Regions from separate parts of the Mus musculus genome. Here region 2 is linked to region 1. The links are chromatin contacts, called in public HiCAR-type maps. All regions are on one chromosome and are shown on one strand. The core of a region is the stretch at or near the end of the contact, and the rest is flanking DNA. Distances in the headings are between cores, read along the strand shown. Region 1 holds the start of Rarb (retinoic acid receptor, beta). Region 2 holds the start of Ube2e2 (ubiquitin-conjugating enzyme E2E 2).

What was found. HiCAR-type assays count read pairs that join an accessible place to other places.
Region 2: a contact with region 1 is called in a HiCAR-type map of astrocytes, with 13 times the contacts expected there. The contact joins the promoter of Ube2e2 here to the promoter of Rarb in region 1. A contact is called at or near these places in 1 of 39 promoter capture datasets (liver) and 1 of 115 datasets of contacts at active chromatin or transcription factors (astrocytes).

What each region holds. Positions count from the first base shown.
Region 1 is chr14:16,574,189-16,577,570 of GRCm38.p6, forward strand. Rarb (retinoic acid receptor, beta) reads right to left here and starts at 1,288. Exons shown (of 8, transcript NM_011243.2): 1 at 670-1,288. The coding sequence starts at 826.
Region 2 is chr14:18,891,815-18,895,640 of GRCm38.p6, forward strand. Ube2e2 (ubiquitin-conjugating enzyme E2E 2) reads right to left here and starts at 1,957. Exons shown (of 6, transcript NM_144839.2): 1 at 1,771-1,957.

The sequences.
Region 1 (3,382 bases), core at 38-2,537:
ACCAGGAGTAACCTAGCAAAACAGAAACTTCTTAGACCAACAAAGTAACTCGGAGAGATGGCAGTGGGGTCACAGCTAAGACATATTGCCTTTTCTCGGTGAAGGGAACGAGGGAGGCAGCATCTTGCACCATCCTGCCCGGTACATTATGAACTCTGATTAACCGCCTTTACACGGTTGCATTCCTTGAAGAGACCATGTCATATTTTAATTACTTTGCACTGTTGAAATACATAAGGGGGAAGTGTTACTGAGCTCGTGGCTAATCCCAGCAAAGTTAAGTCCCCTCTCTACCCGTTACACAAATTGCATGGAATATCAGATTGCACTACTTGAAGAATGTTCAAAGTCCGTGGTCACCTTCTATTTTTCCCCTTCCTTTCGTACTTATTTAAAAACAAACAAACAAACAAACAAAAAACACCTATCTTCAAGAAAGAATAGGGTGGTAAGGGAGAACAGGGGCGCAGGAGCGTTTCAAGAAACCTCTCCAAGGGAATTTCAGCAGAGGGAATCCATATGCATGGCAGCCTATCACACCCCTTCAGCATTAAATCATTAAACCCTTTGTCTTGCCACCACTGCACTTTATTCCAGTGTCTTTATTGCATGCAAGAGAGACATTTATTTTTCCTTGGTAAAAGAAAGGAAAAAAAATAATAAACCTACATTGAGCAGTATGCCGGTGCTGCCATTCGGCCTGGGTGAATCCACTGAGGCAGGCTTTGAGAGCCTTTTCCTGCAGCATGCAGGAGGAAGGGCTCGCGGTGTAGAAATCCAGGATCTGCCCGGGACTCACTGACAGAACATCCATACAGTCAAACATGATCTCTCCGCACCGCGCTCTGCAAAAGTGCTTATCCTCTAGGTGTGGAGGCGAGCCGCACAGAAAAGTCCACGAACTCCATCAAACTCTGCCCCTTTTTTGGCACGTAGGCTGTTGGTCTTTTTCCCAGCCCCGAATCATGAATTATGACAGACAAGCCAGCTAAAAGCCTGTAATTGATCCAAATGATCATTTACCATTTTCCAGGCTCGCTCGGCCGATCCAGCCAGGGCGGGGGTTCCCGCACCGATCCCAAGTTCTCCCTTCCAGGCGACGCCCGCGCAGGCCTCCGGGAGCGCGCGGGTCCTACCCCGCCGGTGCCCAGACGCTCCCTGCCCGGGTGGCTCGCGTCCTCTGCATCCCAGTCTTGTGGCCGCGGCGCACGGGAACTCTGGTCCCCCCCTTTGGCAAAGAATAGACCCTCCTGCCTCGGAGCAGCTCACTTCCTACCACTTCTGTCACACGGAATGAAAGATTGAATTGCCTAATATATGCGAGTGAACTTTCGGTGAACCCTTCCCGGGCTGCTAACCTTCAAATGACCCAACCAGTCTGACATCACCAACTCCCAGGATTCTCACAGCGCTTAAAAACTCCCAGCAGCCCTGCAAGAGCCTTCAGCCAGCGAGTCCGCGGCCAGCCGCGCGGTGCTCCCCACGGCTCAGCGTGCAAACAATGCCAGGAGCGCAGGGAGGAGCGGGAGTGCGGCTGCGGTTTGCGCCTTTTCATCGGCCGGCCCTGGCAGGGAGACCCTCGCCCTCAGCTCGCCTCTGAAATTCCTCTCTGCTCTCCTGTTCCTGGCCAAGCCCTTGCAACTTAGGTATCTTTCCACTCCCGTAAAAGCACTCCGCAAGCCCCGAACTGCCCATCAGGAGCCCCGCCACCGCTCGCAGAGGGAAGCCTCTGGGGCCGGGAAACTTTCCATTAAGCCTGCCGTCTTTTTATTCCTTCTTCATATTATTATTATTATTATTATTATTATTATTTCCTCCCTTTTTCTCACTCTTTCAGGCTTTAGCTGAGCTCGCTGAAGGGATTGTCCTAGCTCCGGAGGGGAGAGAAAAGTCCCTTCTGGGATCTACTTAGACTTTAAAAACCCTGCAGGCAGAAACACCTGGAGCAGTCACAGATTAGTTGCACCAAACTCTGTTCCTAATCTCACCTTTCTCTTCTTTCTATCCACCACCTCCCTCCCCCCACCCCCCACCCCCCACCCCCCATTGCCAATCGCACTCTCACAAACACAGAAAGTGAAAGGCAAAACACAGAGACTGAGGTGTGTGTGTGTGTGTGTGTGTGTGTGTGTGTGTGAGAGAGAGAGAGAGAGAGAGAGAGAGAGACAGACAGACAGAGAGAGATATAGAGACAGAGAGAGACAGAGAGAGATATAGAGACAGAGAGAGACAGAGAGAGATATAGAGACAGAGAGAGACAGAGAGAGATATAGAGACAGAGAGAGAGAGACAGAGAAAGAATTTTAGATTCTGGTTTGCTGGTTGGTGAAAACAGTAACTCTGTCACTGGCCATCTGTGTGTCTAGGAAAATACTGATTTTCTCTAGGACCCAGTTTTCTCATCTGTATACCATCCATAGAACGTAAATAACTACCTGTCACTTCTCAATAAACACACAAAAGGAATATTAGCAGTGTCTCAGCCTCCTGTTTCTAGCTGTGGGACTTTTGCCAAGGATACCCAGACCTTCCTGAGGCTACAGTGTTCAGCAGTTAGTAGACTTGTGCCCTGTCTGAACCCACGCCAATCCTCAGTCTATGCACAGAGTGTTGGTGGCCACTTCGTCAGGCACAGGTCCCCACACATAACGTGGAGTTTGAAAATACTCCTCATACTGGGCAAGTATGAGGGTTTTATAATTCTGAAAGCTAGACTTGGCTCAGACCACCCCTGTCCAATTATACCTGTTTTAAAAAAATACAAATAAAAAACCTAATCTTCAGACAAGAGGATTTCTCTTTTCTTTTTTTAACTGGTTACACTGACTCAGCCTAGGGGAAGGAGCAGAATTTTTTTTAGTTGTTCTCAAAAACCCAGAGGCAATTAATATAGATGCAGCCAAACAGCCAGCACTTTCAAAAAGGGAAGCCACCTGCAGCTAGCTTCCAACTTCTCCATTGGAAAGAAGATGCCGGGCAGAGCCAGACTCTGCTTCCTTCTCTGCCAAGCTGGGAATTCTCCCACAGGAGGCTGGCAAGGAAATGGGTGGGGAAGCCCTGACTCCTGTCTTCCTTTGTGGGCAGTGCAGGGAGGGAAGGACACTGACACACAGGGGAGCCTGTCAGGTACACCCACCCTTGCTGAAATGCCCTTCTGACTAGTTTGCTATTATTTGGCTGTCCTGGCACAGGATGGGAGCATGCTGCACACTCCTCCTTAGGGAGTGAGTGTCCCTAAGAAAGCCCTCTATACCTGCAGCATAGGAAGCTCAGCGTGCTGAAGGGAGAGCTCTCACTGGAAGTGCACACTGTTTTGCTTTCCTTTCTGTAGCCATTTTGTTAGAAACTTGTCAACTACAAAGACAACACACATTACAAAGCG
Region 2 (3,826 bases), core at 707-3,206, 2.3 Mb after region 1:
TCTGCAGGTCACTCAAATGAACTATGTATAAAATTGGTGCCTTGTCTCTCTAAAGTAAAAATGAGTAGGTCCCTGAATTAAAACTTCTACATATTAACTTCTCTGGCATTTTAAAATTAATTCCTAAAGAGCTAATTCCCTAACCTAGAAGGAAGCTAAATTCCAGGGATCTAAACACAAATACATCCTCCAATGACAGTTTCAAAGATCTTAAGACACCTAAAGTGATATTTTTACTTCAGATTCAAGTAACCCTTAGTTTCTAACTAAATATAAACATATTACATTTAGGTATTTAAACACACTCATTCTTTTTGAGCTTTATTGACTATGTGCTCTGTGATGTCATCAGGCTCTGGAAATTCCCAGCACATAGTGAGTGAAATTAGCGTGTTTCAGAAAAACTTACGGATCTAAACAAATCCCACCGATGAAACCAACAGTACTCAAGTCCACATTACTATTCAAATCATCAAATGTCATGATTTTTAAAAACTTAGAAAAGCAAGTATTCATTTGTGCAGCTGCAACAGGAAAATGTGAACTTGCATTGGCATACCAGTTTTTCTACTTGTGATTTCTGAACTTTTCCAAAACATAAAATACTTTATATTATACGCCAAACCTGTAGCGCTATCCAGCTTCCCAAGTGTCTGAAAAGATATTTATTTGGAAAATAAAAGTGGAGCACCTGATTGAGGGAAGTGCTGTGCCCTAGAGGAAAGAGCTCAAGGTATGACATATGAAAACACTCCATCTTCACCATCACCCACAAACAAGACTGCCAAGCGCCCAGGAGCATCCTGACTGCCTGAAGAAAGACAAATATTTAGATTCCCAAGATTGCATTTCTAGAGCATGCTTTTCAAAATCCAAGGATTTAAAACTAAGATGAGCTTTAAAAAAATCTTAAAAACAGTAAGGTAATCAGAGGTAAGTCCTAGCACATTCTTTTGTACTTTAAAATGGAAATACTCAAGTAGACCCTCAAAATTACAAAATACAAGGTTAGAGGATAAGAATCTTGCAAATCAGCAAATAAGTCCAAGAGCTGCCACCAAGCCCAGGGTGATGATGTCTCTCTAATGCGGCCTTAATTTCCTTTAGGGAAGATGGATGGGGCATTTCTGGTTAGTTGTGGAAAAAGAGACACAAGAAGCCAGGCTTTATGTTCATTAGAATTGGAAAAGGGCAAATGGATCAAAACATTAGTAGCGAAGAGGGGGTGGGTGGGGGTGGGAGGACAAGGGTAATCCAGTTTCCAATCAGGCCAGTGGGTGCTGCAGAGAAGCCAGAGGAAAACTGGCTTCGGAGCCAAACTGTGCCAAGCATCGGGCATTACAAAAGACCAGTGTGACAACCCACACCCCGGGGCATCACGCACACACCCAGCGGGTACTCCCTCACCCTCACCTCCTGTAGCAATTATGCAATTTGGGAAGAGCTCCGGACAGCCGGGCACTTTGCGCCGCGACATCCATCCTGGACTTTGCGGAGACTTAGTTCCTGGCTGCGGTGGGCTCGGGAGGGGAGGGGAGAGGTCCTCGTGGGCGAAGGACGGCCACACTCTGCGGGACGGGGGAGGGGCGCGCGGGCCCCAGCGGACACGCGCAGGGTCAGGGAGGCCTGCGGGGCCGCGGGCGCGCACCCGAGCCGAGGCCGCGGCGGGGGCGGGGATCTCGCCGGGCTGGCCCTCGCCGCGTGGGGTCCCCGCGCGCCCCACGCCGCGGCTCTGGCCGCGGCCACGCCCGCCCGCCCTCACCTACTCACCTCGCGGCGTCGCCCGCGCTCCAGCCGCGGCTCCGACGCCGAGTCCGGGAGTGAAACCGCCGCCTCCGCGAGCCGCCGCCGCCGCCACCGCCGCCGCCGCCCGCCGTCCGCGCGCGCCCCCTCCCAAGCGCGCGCTCGCCCTGCCTGCCCTGAGAGCCCGCGACAGCGCGAGCCCCACGTCGGCCTCGCGGTGTCGCGCCCGCGAGCCCGCGACGCGATTTAGCCCCGCCCCCGCCGGCGCGTGCCCGCTCGAGGACCTGTGAGGTGCGCGCGCAAAAGTAAAGTGACAGCTGAGTCCTGGGCTGGGCGGGCCGGAGCAAAGGCGGGTTAGGGCGAAGGGAAAGGGAGGAGGGAAATCGAGGCTCAACGGCGGCGGGAAGGGAGGGACGAGAGGACCTTGAGGAGCGCACGAATTAAAGGGACACGCGGGCTAAGGGGTGGGGTTGCGCTTCAATAAGGTGCAGTGCGGCGGACTGGGATGAGGGGTAGGGAGAACACACACACACACACACACACACACACACACACACACACACCTGCACCACCAGCTCGTGCTCGCGCAGGACCCACCTGCACCGCTGTTGGAAAACTTCGCGTGGGCCCGGGTGAAGCCACATTTTACCCCTTAACTGCTGCAGGGAAGGTCCTGCGGTGCCTAGTCCTGTCCAGGGCTGCTAGCTGTCACTCTGGGAGGCTGGGGAGGGCGGGGCGGGACGAAGGGGGCAGCACTATCAGAGCAAGTGGGAGGCTGCCACTGTGCCTGAAAGACACAGGTGGGATAGTAGCCATGCTGTGGGTGGCCTGAGGAATATAAGGTTGCCCTGTCATTGTAGCCCAAAATAGCTACTTAAAACAAAACAAAACAAAACAAAACAAAAACCTGCACATGCTTTGTTAACTCAGCGCCCATGAACTCACTTCACCACCACCACCACCACCACCACCACCACCACCACCACCACCACCACCACCACCCACACACACACACACACAACACCTCCAGCCTATCATAACCGCTGAGATCTAGGACTACTCTTAACTTCTGTGAGGATTCTTGGGAGTGGCTGAGCCCATGCACTAGTCCTGCTCAGCAGAGAGGGCTAAAGACAGACCTCCATTTCAAGTATGGTCCAAATCACTTGAACAGTGCTAGCCAATACATAGGAAACCATGGGAAACCCAACCTACCAGATGCCATAGGCCACCATGGGAATGTGAAGTTCTGAGTCAATCAAGCAGCCTAAACAACTAGTGCAAAAAGACCCCAGAGACTAGAGCAATACAAGACTCATAACCTGTATCTGGAACAGAAAATGCTTCCACGAGATACATTCAAGAACTGGCTTTTAACCAATTACATCACTGAAAACTGCCCAAAGCAGCTAGTAATGTCTAGCCTGGAACTGACTACTGAGAAAAAAAAAATGACAGCACCTTTGTCCTTACGAATGTCAGCTCAAGAATGTATGAGAGGAAGAGTTAGAAATGAGTGAAACCTGGTTTTCTGGTTTGTGTGGCCACTTAAATCTGTCTCATGGTGTGTGTATTTCCGACATAGTACAGTGTATTAGTAGAAATGCATCATATTTAGAATATGATCAAATACAGTATTTCATAGACAGTCTTAACCTCATGAACTCTTTGCCTATTCCCATTCTTCTGATTATGTTTCAAGAATACAGAAGTAGCAGAGCCTTGACTGTGTTTTGAAACCCTTTAAAAATTGTTTTGTTTTGATGCTGGGATTTGACCCAGGGCTTCAACAGGCTAAGCAGGCACAGAAGTTCTGCCACTGAACTCTACATCCTGCCTCTGGTAGCCTATGCTTCTGTGTGTGTGCTGTTGGCTTACAATGAATGTTTCATAAGAAAACACCCTTCTGCCCCAGCCACTGTTGAGTCGTTTTGTTGTTCTGTCACTGGCAGTGGGGCTTGGGGATGTTGTGATGTCAGCTTCCACTCAGGGAATAGAATTGAAGAGCTTCGATGCCATTGTTGAAACTGTGTTTCAGCAGCATTTTGTCCATCTGCAGATGTTTTAGCTGGCATTTTTCAAA